Linked DNA regions of Sus scrofa: region 1 is linked to region 2. Evidence: chromatin contacts called from public HiChIP or PLAC-seq data. All regions are on one chromosome and are shown on one strand. Each heading gives the region's core, a stretch centred on a gene start, on an enhancer-like site or on the middle of the called end of the contact. The rest is flanking DNA. Distances are from core to core; before and after follow the strand shown.

Region 1 (5,764 bases), core at 991-3,490, 140 kb after region 2:
TGAAGACCTGCCAAACTGTCTTCCGAAGCAACTGCTTAATTTTACATTCCCACAGCAATGTATGAGGGTTCCAGTTTCTCCATATTCTGCCAACACTTATTACTGGGCTTTTTTATTCTAGCCATCCTAGTGACTGTGAAGTGATATCACACAGCGGTTTTGATTTGTATTTCCTTGATGGCTAATGATGTTGAGCATTTTTTCACGAGGTTATTGGCATTGTATGTATCTTTCCTAGAGAAATGCCTGCTCAGATCCTTTATCTATTTTCAAGTTGGAGTGTGTTTTTTTGTTTGTTTGATTTTTTGGTCTTTTCAGGGCCACACCCGCAGCATGTGGAGATTTCCAGGCTAGGAGTCGAATCAGAGCTGTAACTGCCAGCCTACGCCACAGCCACAGCAACATGGGATCCAAGCCGCCTCTGTGACCTACACTGCAGCACATGGCAACTCCAGATCCTTAACCCACTGAGCAAGGTCAGGGATCAAACCTGCATCCTCATGGATACTAGTCAGATTCGTTTCCACTGAGCCATGATGGAAACTCCTCAAGTTGGAGTTCTTAAAAGTTACAATTTAGTGATGAGAGTTTGCTACATATTCATAATACAGAATATTATCTTATTTTTTTAAATTATTTTTGTCTTTTTCTAGGGCCGCATATGGAGGTTCCCAGGCTAGGGGTCTAATTGGAGCTACAGCCACCGGCCTACACCACAGTCACAGCAACGCTGGATCCAAGCAGCATCTTTGACCTACACCACAGCTCACGGCAACACCAGATCCTTAACCCACTGAGTGAGGTCAGGGATCAAACCCATAACCTCATGGTTCCTGGTCGGAATCGTTAACCACTGAGCCAGGACGGGAACTCCCAGGATATTATCTTCTATGGGCCCACACCTGCAACCCTCCTCCAAGCGCTGCCCTTGGGCTCCTGGACCCTGATTCATGCAGCAGGTTTTGCAGAGGACTGCAGTGCCTCGGAGGTGTGAAAATACCCTCCAGGGGTCCCCACGTGATCAAGCAGAGGCTGGGGAAGTTGGTCTGAAGTTGAGCCTCGGCTTCCTTCCATTCTAGGTCCTGTTTCCCTTTTCTGTGGTGTCTCTCATGAACGCCTGCACCTGAATCCTCATTGCCAGGTCTGCTTCTAGGAGAACTTGACCTCAGAAAGAGCTTGGAGTGACCGAGGGACAGAAAGGAAGTCAGTGTTGCTGAAACTCAGAGAACATGGAGATTGGGGAGTAAGGCGAGGCTAGACTGGTGGGCGGAGGTCTGGCCACACAGAACTCTGTGGATCCCAGCGATGGGTTGCGGGGGGAGGCTATCTGGAGAGTCCTCGTTGCCACTGAGCTGTTTTAAGCTGGGACTGGTTTATTTTGTTCTTTGATTTTTGTTTTTTGTCTTTTTGCCTTTTCTAGGGCCACTCCCTCTGCATATGGAGGTTCCCAGGCTAGGGGTCTAATCGGAGCTGTAGCCGCCAGCCTACACCAGAGCCATAGCAAAGCCGGATCCAAGCCGTGTCTGCGACCTACACCACAGCTCATGGCAATGCCAGATCCTTAACCCACTGGGCAAAGCCAGGGATCAAACCCGAAACCTCGTGGTTCCTAGTAGGATTCATTAACCACTGAGCCAGGACAGGAACTCCAAGGGACTGGTTTATTTTGCATTTTGCAAAAATCCCTCTCTGTGTGGAAAATGGATAAAAGGGCCCAGGAGTCAGCAGGAAGGATACTGTTACAACCATCCGGGGCAGAGGGGGTGGAGGCTGGGATGCAGCTGGGAAAGGAAGAGGTCAAGTAGAAGCAGAAAATTAGAGAGAGATGAGCAGCCTGGATTTGGGGGCTCTGGGGAAGTTCAACGACAACTTGCAAGTTTCCACCTGGGCACCTGGCTGGATGGTCATACACAGAAAGGGAGGCAGGATTGGGAGGGCAGACCAGGAGTCCTGCAGGCCAGACAACACCATCTGGCCATCCCAATCCCCCCATTTCACAGATGGAGAAAATAAGGCCCGAGGAAGTACAGTGGTTCGCCCAGGTCCCCATCATGCCCCAGTCTGAAGGGGATGGGACACAGGATTCCTGCCATGCAGCAAGAGGCCTTGTTTTTTTCTCTAGGGGGCCCCCCGGCTCTGGCCTCAGAGGCTATTTTGCAGCTGGGAGAGGGTGGGGTTTCAGGGCTGATGGGTTTGTTCTAGGCTGGAAGCCAGTTCACAGCTTGCAGAGAACAGAACATCTCTGTTTCATGAGGGCAGCCTGTCCCCTGACACCGGCCAGCTGCCCCGGCTGGGTCTGAGGTGGGTAACATGAAAACGTGAGACTGTGGGTGCCCACTTCAGGGTGGCTGGCATTTGCTCTCCTGGGCCTGGCAGGGACCAGACCCCGAGCCAGATTCCAAGGTGTCCCTTTCTCTTGTCCTTTCCTTGCTGTGCGACTTTGGGCCGGTCACCTCCCCTCTGCAGTCTTCAGTCTTTTCCTCTGTGAAGCAGAGACATCCTAGAGCATGACTGTTGTTCCCTTGGGGCTGTAGGGACGATCAGACAGAGACATGGAGGGGCAAAAAGGCACTCTGTAAGCTGTAAAGTGCTTAAACGTCTCTGGACTCAGTCCTACTTCTGCCCCAAGCCACCCCCTAGTGGATTTCTCCTTTACAAAGCAGCCGCCCCTCTGGAAAGGAAAACATCACGGTGTGGGGCTCAGGGACCCCGAGATCTTATCATCCTGGTCCTGAAGGCTTGACAAACCCATTGGACAGATGGGGAAAACTGAGAGGCAGCCATCTGCTCGGAGTCACCAGGTTGTTAAGCCTGGACTCAAAGCTCTTCGATTCCAAAGATGAGAAAGATCCGGATCCACGCAATGACCTGAACAGACAGACAGGTAGACAGAGGGCCAGAAAGGGGAAGAAACCTGCCTGGGTCATGCAGGCAGCTGGCAGCAGGGCCACAGTGTCACGTGAGGTCCCTGACGCCCAGACCCTGCTCCTCCTACCCCGCCTTGTCCACCATCCCTGGAGCTTATAAAGGGGGCTCCCGCCACAGTGGGGCATTCCCAGGCATGTTGCTGGCAGACTTAGGTCTTGTTAGCCCTGTTTTCTTTCCATCAGAACAGGCTGTAAGCTTCTTTTTTTTCTTTTTCTTTTCTTTTGAGGGCCACATCCACGGCATATGGAAGTTCCCAGGCTAGGGGTCGAATTGGAGTTGCAGCTGCCAGCCTACGCCACAGCCGCAGCAACGCTGGATTCTTAACCCACTGGGCGAGGCCAGGGATCAAACCCCAGTCCTCATGGGTACTAGTCGGGTTTGTTACCACTGAGCCACAACAGGAACTCCCAAACATTCTTAAAAGATCCCACAGACACAGCACCTCTGCGTCCTCCGTGCAGCCTTTAGGGATTAGCAGGGAATCTTTGGGGGGGTGGGGGCAGGGTTGGAGGGGAGCACGTCAGGCTCCCCTCCAGGGGCAGGTCAGGGCAAAAGTCAATCAACCAGCTCCTTTTGGCTTTTGAGAGACAACTGGGGATCCAGAAAACTAATTAGGGAATCTACACAATTCAAAGAGTGAAAAATTCTTTGGGAATTCCTTGGTGTCCTCTGGAAAAATTTCCTCCATGATTTGCTGGGTAATGAAATCAGGGGCTGGTAGGGTTTGTGCCAAAGTAAAACAGTACATACCATTTAATGAACACCTACTAGGTTCCAGGGGCCTGAGAGCTTTTCTCATATTAACTCATCTAATACTCACGGCAAGCCTCTGAGGTCTGACGATTCTCACTTTATGAGAGAAGAAACCAAGGCACAGAGAGGCAGCCTTGGAGTTCCCATCATGGCGCAGTGGTTAACGAATGCGACTAGGAACCATGAGGTTGCGGGTTCAATCCCTGCCCTTGCTCAGTGGGTTGACGATCCAGCGTTGCCGTGAGCTGTGGTGTAGGTCGCAGATGTGGCTCAGATCCCACATTGCTGTGGCTCCGGCAGGCGGCTATGGCTCTGATTGGACCCCTAGCCTGGGGAACTTCATATGCTGCGGGAGCAGCCCAAGAAATGGCAAAAAGACAAAAAAAAAAAAAAAAAAAAAAAAAAAAAAAAAAAAAAGGAAAGAAAAAAATAAAACCAAAAAACAGAGAGGCAGCCTAACTTGGCCAAGGACTCACATCCTATGAGCCATGAACCCTGGGTAGGAACCTGGTCCCTCTATCCCCAGAGCTGTGTGACTGACCCCATGCCACTCTGCCCTTGGTGCTCCAGGTGGCCAGATAAGGACTCTCAAAGGGCTGAGCTCCGCCCAGCCAGAGTTCCTGGGTACATGACACTGTCCAGGCACAGCAGGTCTGCTGAGGGGACAAAGCCTGCAGGTTTCCAGTCCATTTGGTTGAGGGTCGTTCAGCATTTGATTGTAATCTTGTTGTTTTTATGCGAGAAGGTGCGCTCCAGTCCTTCTATTCTGCCATCTTAATCCCGTCTGATCCTATGCCCTAGCACCCACCCTCGCCCATTGAGCCGATGTCTTCATCAGCCAGATGTGGGCATCATCTCTTCCAAACAGCAGCCTGCCTCTGGGGGTTCTAGTCCTCTGAGTATGGGCCCATGGCCACTGAAGAACCAGCAATCAACCCAGGCTGGTCTAAGGATGAGTCCCAAGCATCGGTGTTGAATCAAGTCCTGGCTCTGCCACTCACTGTGTGACACTGGACAGCTCTGCCACTCGCTGTGTGACACTGGGCAAGGCATCACTAAGCCTCCCTGGCTCTCCGTTTCCTCCTCTGTAAAATGAGGTGAAATTAGTACTGGCTTCATAGGATTGTTGTGAAAAATTCAACAAGCCCTCTAAAGCTTTTAAAGGGTTTAATACCAAGTCAGGCACTAAAAATGCAGGATAAATATTTTCTATTAATATTATTATTATATTTCACTTCTGCATCCTCCTTTCCCCCATGGGCTGCTGTGAGTAGACAAGTTGTTAGAATTTGGCTCATTTTAGAAACAGAAGGATGCATAAGAAAGCTTTGGGGACCCTTCCTCCCAAGGATTCTTGGATCATCCATACCCCTCCGCAGCCCCCCTCATCTCTCACAGTAGCTGTAGTCTCTCAGAAGTCAGTTTTCATCCTTGCACCCCAGGTACTCTGGCTCCCTGCCTGTGGTCCCCACTGGCTGGATGCTGTTGCTATGGAAACAGCATTTTAAGAGCCTTCAGCCCCCCCTCTGAGGCAATAGGCATAGATGGAGATGGGCTGATCAAATGCCTCCTGCATTCTTAGGCCTGTCTGGACAGAAGTCAGGAGACTGGAATGCAAGAATCAGAGCTGGCTTGGGGTGGGGGCGGGGGGTGGGTGCTCAGACCTCGACCCCAAGTGTTTCCCAACAGTACCCTGCCTCACTGTGTTGCAGGGGGGGAAACCAAGCAGTTGGTTACAAATGCAATTCCAGCCACCCCTGGCCCCAAGGGTCTGATTTTAATTAACTGGGGTGGGATCCCTTAGGAAGTTGCCTTTGATAGGCTCTGCTCGTGGTTCTGAGGCAGACCGGCCCCAGACCACTCTTGACGAAATCTTGAGCCCTGGAAGATTCCTGAAGACATTTGGAGCATTGAGGTTTGTGTGGCTCTCTCTGCCGAGATGACGCCTGAGAAATCCTGTTTGTCCTCCTAGGCCTCCTCCTGTCCTCCCTCTCCTTCCACAGCCTCAATTTGTGGGAGGATGTGTACCCCACCCTCTTTCCCAAGCCAGGAAAATTCCAGGGCTAGGCTACCAGAGGCCATC
Region 2 (6,059 bases), core at 2,502-5,001:
AATGGGAAGGTTTGGGGTGTAAAAGTCTGGTGAGAGTGAGTTTAGTGACAGTGACAGGAGAGGAGGTGAGTACCGGGAGGATAGACGGGTCTCTCGAGAAGTTCTGCTGGAAGAGCAGCAGGGATCTGGGGCAGTAGCTGGAGAGTGACACATGGTCGGAAGATAGAGCAGTGTGTGTACATGCTGGTGGGAGTGCTTCACGAGTGAGAGACATTGATGAGGCGTGGAGAGATGCAGGGGACAGTCCCAGAAACTGAATCTTGGAGCAAGCGGGAGGGAGTGGGCCACCCCTACACAAGTGAAGGGCTGGGCAAAGACACTCACGGCCACTGTCTGTAACGGGGCCGTGTGAGGCCAGCCACAGGTGAGTTCTCCCAAGTGAGCATCTTCCTACTACATTTTTACTGCACTTTTTCTATAGCTTGTAAAGTGATTATTGATGCTTTATCTGGGTTATATCTCCCTTGTACAGTTTCTTAGAGTATGAGAATTGATTTTTTTAATCTCAAAAATTAGTGTTTTCCTTGCCATTTTCTGCCACAGGCACCAAAACATTTTAATGAATTAACTATTACAAAAAAATAGTGAGGCGGTGACAAAGCTAAAGCAACCACAACCCCAGCAGCTTGTTCCCATACCTCCCACCAATCTTGAAGAATGAGTTTCGCTGTCCTCTTTACTCTCAGTGCTGACGTTGTCTCTTTGCTTCGTGTTCCCTTTGGCTTACCCTTCCTTCACCAAGAACATTCTTTTGTTTCCCTGTCCCTGCGGAGCCTAGAAGTACCTGATCTTTGGCATCAGACCTAATTGGGAACCTGTCTAGAGTTCATCTTCCAGTATGTGTATTGAGAAGGCATCCTAAAGTCTAAAAGACTGTTTGCCCGAGAAGCTGTGGTGGGAATTCTTAAATCCCATTACCTACAGTAACGCTGAGGCTCTCACCTTGACGACCTGTATCCGTAGGAGCAGTGGATCTGTATTGCTGTGTAACTCACTTTAGCTTGTCCAAAGAACTACTGGAGTCTCTAGTGCCTTGTTTTAAAGCACTGATCTCACTTGATCATTAAAGGCCTTTTTAAAATGAGGTATATACACACTTAAAAGTTCTAGTCTCACCATACTCACACCTAATTAATTCTGTCAGTTCTCTGAAATACATTGTCTTCTCATTTTCTGATGTTGAGCCTTGTTCACCATTTCTTTCCAAGGGTACTCTTTTACACTTTGATTCTTTTTTTTTTTTTTTTTTTTTTTTGCCATTTCTTGGGCCGCTCCTGCGGCATATGGAGGTTCCTAGGCTAAGGGTCTAATCGGAGCTGTAGCTGCCAGCCTACGCCAGAGCCACAGCAACTCGGGATCGAGCCTCGTCTGCGACCCATACCAGAGCTCATGGCAACACCAGATCGTCAACCCACTGAGCAAGGCCAGGGATCGAACCCGCAACCCCATGGTTCCTAGTCGGATTCGTTAACCACTGCGCCACAACGGGAACTCCCTATTTTGATTCTTTAGCGCAGTTTTTTCCCCCATACAATTTGAGGTGCAACCCATTAATTGGACCTGAAATCAGTCTAGTATGTAATGACCAACATTTTTTACTTTTTTAATGGGATAGAAGATAAAACACTCTACATTCACTTAGGAAAGTATGTCTTATAAAACTTTTGCTTTTATTTTTATGATGTTTATATCAAGTGTATTTCTTAGCACAGGTCACATTCAGAATCATCTGAGAGCCTCTATTCTTATCAGACCTTTTATTTTGCTGAGCGGAAGGAGGTTCAAGGCTTGTGTAGTATAAGAGGTAGAATCAAAAGGGTCCATTTTAGAGACATGGTTTGAGTCCTACTCCTCAGAAGAACACATGATACCAATCCTGTCATGTAGCTTTAGTCTTAATTTCCACACCCAAGAAATGAGTGCTTGCTTTTGTATTTCAGAGGGCTATGCAGAGAATACTTAATGAAACAATACAATTGCAAGTACTTTTGAAATTTTCTGAGGCAGGCGAATATTATTTCACATGTGATCTTAAATATCTCTATTTATTTTAGAGCTTTTGTAGGAATAGACATTGAGAAATCCTTTGCCAGATTCCCCTTTGAACAGTTGCCTCACTTAAGGGAATTCAGAAATGTCCTGTCTTCTTGACAGGAGCGATCTTTGGATTTTGGGCCAGTCCATTGTTTGTCTACAGGTTCTGGCTTATTCTTGGACTTGTATGTCAGAGGAGAAACTGCTTACTCCCCCAAAAATGTTTGCACTTACGCCTGTGTAATATGTATATTGTCTCTCTTTTTTGGTCTCATTTGTGCTTAGACAAAGAGGCAGCTGAACGTCTTTCAAAAACAGTAGATGAAGCGTGTCTGTTACTAGCTGAATATAACGGGCGCCTGGCGGCAGAACTGGAAGACCGACGCCAGCTGGCTCGGATGTTGGTGGAATACACCCAGAACCAGAAAGATGTTTTGTCAGAAAAGGAGAAAAAACTAGAAGTGAGTACCTTGCAAGGCAGACCCAGACTTCCCAAGTTTCCTTTCCTATAGCCTACATTAGGAGGTTTTTATTATGCCTTAATAACATCTTTTTTTCTTTAAAAAAAAAAAAAAAGATTCACGAGATGAGAATATCCATCAGATGTTGTAATTACTTGAATGTAGTTGAAAATTGAGGTCATGTTTTTATATATCCAGGAAAGAACAAATGGAAATATAGAAAACAATGAAGTCTGAAATCACAGCATTGAGGGTCTTATTGTTGCTTTAATTTGAAATTTTTTTAAAACAAAAAACAAAAAAAAGTTGTGGATTGAGGTAAAGAGACACTCAGCAAAGCCAAAGAATGATTGTTTGGTAATATTCAGGAAATGGGTAAAATGTTCTTTCTTTTGGCTTATATCGAGATTTATATCCATCTTGTATCCCTGCTAAGACCAATAAGTAGTCTGCCTCCAAGCTCTGTCTGCAGTCTGTTCTAAAATTCCACATAAACATAATAATGCTCACGGAGCCCAATTCTCCAACTGTTGAGAAAGAACAAATTTCTACCCTGAGTTGACATTGTCTGAGTGCCCTTGAGGAGGGGCTTCAGAACTAGTTTCTCTCCATGCATTTTTCTTGGCTTCTTAATTAATTACATGGTGGTTTATCTTCAGTGCTTAGTCCTCTGCCATAACTGAATCTTCAGGGTGGACATTGGGGAACTTTTACTTGCTTCAAGCTGCTAGGCTTCCTTTTTAGGAGTGTCTACTCTTCTTTTTTTCAAAGAGACATGGAGAAGAGTTGCAGCCAGTGGTACAGGAAGGGAAAACAGGTTTGAGTTGGAGAATCAGTCACCTATTACAAGAAACAGCAGAGTAAACCAGGGAGGGGAGGGGAATGCAGCTCTCTCAGGGGCTGACAGGATTGTATTTGCCTTTCCTCTGACTTGTGCAGGGAAATGAAGGATGGGCACTTTTTACCACGTCATTACCTGCAATGATTACAGGAGCTGTGATGGGTAGTGGTAGTGGGAACTTCATATTCCTAGCCAGCTTGAAAGTGGAAGCTGGGAAACGGCTGTAAAAATAGTACGGCTCAGATTTAGAAATCGACACTGACCAGAAATCCTAAAGGGAGTTTCACAGGCAGTACCAGACGGTCATTTATCTGAAATGCCCGTCTTTCACTGAGGAAGCATTTTCAGCACTGTGCCCTGGGACTAATAAGAGAGTGTAATTAATGATTCTGGTTGTAAGTCACCATGCCATCTGTTGAACTGCCCCTTGGCGACACATTAAGGGCTTTCTCTGATCTGTCAGACATTGATTATCATGAGCAGCTGCTGTTGGGTGGAACGTGGCAAGCTACCATAGAGGACAGAGACTTTGAGAAGGAGATTGGGTTGGCAGAGTGAATTAACTCTTTGTCTCCCTTTCTCCAAGTTGCACTTTCCTCCATCTTTTTCTTGGGGGATCTTTCTGGTGTCTGTAGAACCGGTGGTCTGCTAGATTGCCACAAGAGGTCATTGATACGGGTCAGAGATTCAAGTCTGTTTTACCGCTTTCCAACCCAAATTTCTTTACTCATCTGGGTATTGGAATTCCATTGCTTTAATTTCAGAACAGGTGTGTCCCACCACTGCAAAGGCCAGATTCTGAATGGTTCTTATCCCAAACCATGTCTTATCGCCACTCAAGCAAAACTGTTCATTGTAAAATTGGAGCTAAATTTGCTGCATTTAAAAAATCATCCTCTAGATATAAGATGTTAAGAGATGGCTTTAATTCTTTCTTTATCCATGTATGCTAAAAGTATGAACGGTCTGTTCCCTAGAATCTAAGATTTTTCTCTCACTTTCCATAATAGAGTGGTCTTAATTCCATTATATCTTTATGGTGCTGATAAAACTTGCTAAGTTGGTGCCACTTGAAAGTTGCATTATTACTGTGAATTCTTCTAAATCTTCCAAAAGTCTCTTATTGATGAAGACAGTGTATAAAGTATACTATCAACATATCTTTATTTTTTAACACTTCCAATCCTTGTTTTAAAACTGATACATCAGAATGTTAGTGAAATCTGCTTTTATTTTTTAATCTTTTCACTACTGTTAGTGTATAAATATGGAACTCTCAGAACTCTGGAAGTGTAGTTATTTACTTGAGAGTCTCTTTTCTTCCCAAAGTTCTAATTTGTTAACACTTGAGGTTTTTTTGTTCGTTTTTGTCAAGTCTATGTCTTCCTTATTTAACAAGCATACCTTTTCGTTCTTTCCCTTGAGAGTTTTTTGTTAGATCTTTCGGTAGCGTCTAAATTTTGTGGAAAGGAGTATAATGATTCAAAGAGTCTAGGATGATTCAGACCCTGGGATGTAGAAGACAGTTATGGCTCACAGAGAGATTGTGTTTCTGCCCTCAAGGAAGTCATATTCTTGAATAAAGAGCATGGGTGAACATAAAACCAAACCAAGCGATTGTACATAATACGGATCAAGGAGACAATTGGCAATTATGATTGTGGTTTAAGGTTAAGTCCGAACTTCCTGGCAGGCAGTAAAGCCATTTTGTGAAAGGAGGTAGCAGTTGAGGGAGAGAGATATGTTTGTAAATGGGAAACAGCCAGACTGGAGCAGACAAACGTGTGAAAGAAGACTGAAGCAATGGGAGTGGGGTGCCAGAGCCCCTCTCTGGGAGTTAGGCTCTGTACTCTATAAGGAGTTGAGTTGTTTATTCATCCATCACTTCAGCAAAGCTCATGCCAGGCAGGAGGCAGACAAAGCAGGATGTGCGCCCTCTTTCAGTGAGCTTCCACTCTAGTTGGGGGAGGGAGGGGACAGCAGCCAAAAAAGAGTTAAAGTAGAGTGTGAGAAATGGTATAAGTAAGGGACTGTTCTAACTCATTGTGTTTAAGTTAGAATAGACCAAGAAAAAATGAAGTGTTAATAGTTTAACATATTAAGTTGGTCAGAAGTTTATTTAAAACATAAGAGAATTATAGAGCACACAGTCCATTTTTTAACAATGTAATGCCTTCAGTGGGTCTTCCAAAGTTCACTGGAATATGTGCTCTTTGGTTGCTCTTACAATGTCAGAAACATAACTACTCCTCAGTAGACATTTGTTCTGTGAGTGATATTCATCATCTGATGTAACCTTATTCTATAAAGAAGAGGGGTTTTTATTTTAGGTCGCATTAAAAAATTAATTCTTGGTTGTAAAGAATACATTAGTAAAGAAAGGTGAGTATTTGATGGAAACCAGGTTTCTTCCTTTGTGTTACTTTTCTTTTTTTTTCCTTTAAGTAGAATCGTGATTCGTTTTGAGATGGTTGACATTGGCCTTAAACTCTAGGCAAGGTTAGAAGGAAAGCTGCTTAATATTTGTCATGCACATGAGAAAACAGAAGTGGGAAAGAAGGCATGTAGAAGGAAGCATAAATAGCAGCACAGAAGTGAGGATGAGGAATGAGGATATAAAAGAAGATGAATTCAAAAAGGAAAAGACCAAAGGTACCAGAAAAGCCTCTAAACTTCAGCTGTTGTTTTTGTTTGGTTTTTTTGGGGGGGGGTAATTTTAGGGC

Evidence for each region. HiChIP or PLAC-seq counts read pairs in DNA pulled down with a chosen protein or histone mark.
Region 1: a contact with region 2 is called in an H3K27ac HiChIP or PLAC-seq map of skeletal muscle, with 5 times the contacts expected there. The contact joins two enhancer-like sites. A contact is called at or near these places in 2 of 5 promoter capture datasets (fetal liver and liver), 32 of 47 Hi-C or Micro-C datasets (adipocytes, adipose tissue, alveolar macrophages and 18 more) and 2 of 2 datasets of contacts at active chromatin or transcription factors (alveolar macrophages and skeletal muscle).

Annotation. Positions count from the first base shown.
Region 1 is chr17:41,269,246-41,275,009 of Sscrofa11.1, forward strand. No RefSeq gene overlaps it. Among named protein-coding and RNA genes, the nearest start is that of KIAA1755, 49 kb to the right of the region's middle. Within about 2 kb of position 2,241, at least 14 of the 83 cell types and tissues checked have an H3K27ac peak or open chromatin away from gene starts, as enhancers often do. A contact at or near this core is called in skeletal muscle, where this site is marked.
Region 2 is chr17:41,125,005-41,131,063 of Sscrofa11.1, forward strand. It overlaps RPRD1B (regulation of nuclear pre-mRNA domain-containing protein 1B), which reads left to right. Exons shown (of 7, transcript XM_021078140.1): 6 at 2,320-2,495. Among named protein-coding and RNA genes, the nearest start is that of TTI1, 34 kb to the left of the region's middle. Within about 2 kb of position 3,752, at least 7 of the 83 cell types and tissues checked have an H3K27ac peak or open chromatin away from gene starts, as enhancers often do. A contact at or near this core is called in skeletal muscle, where this site is marked.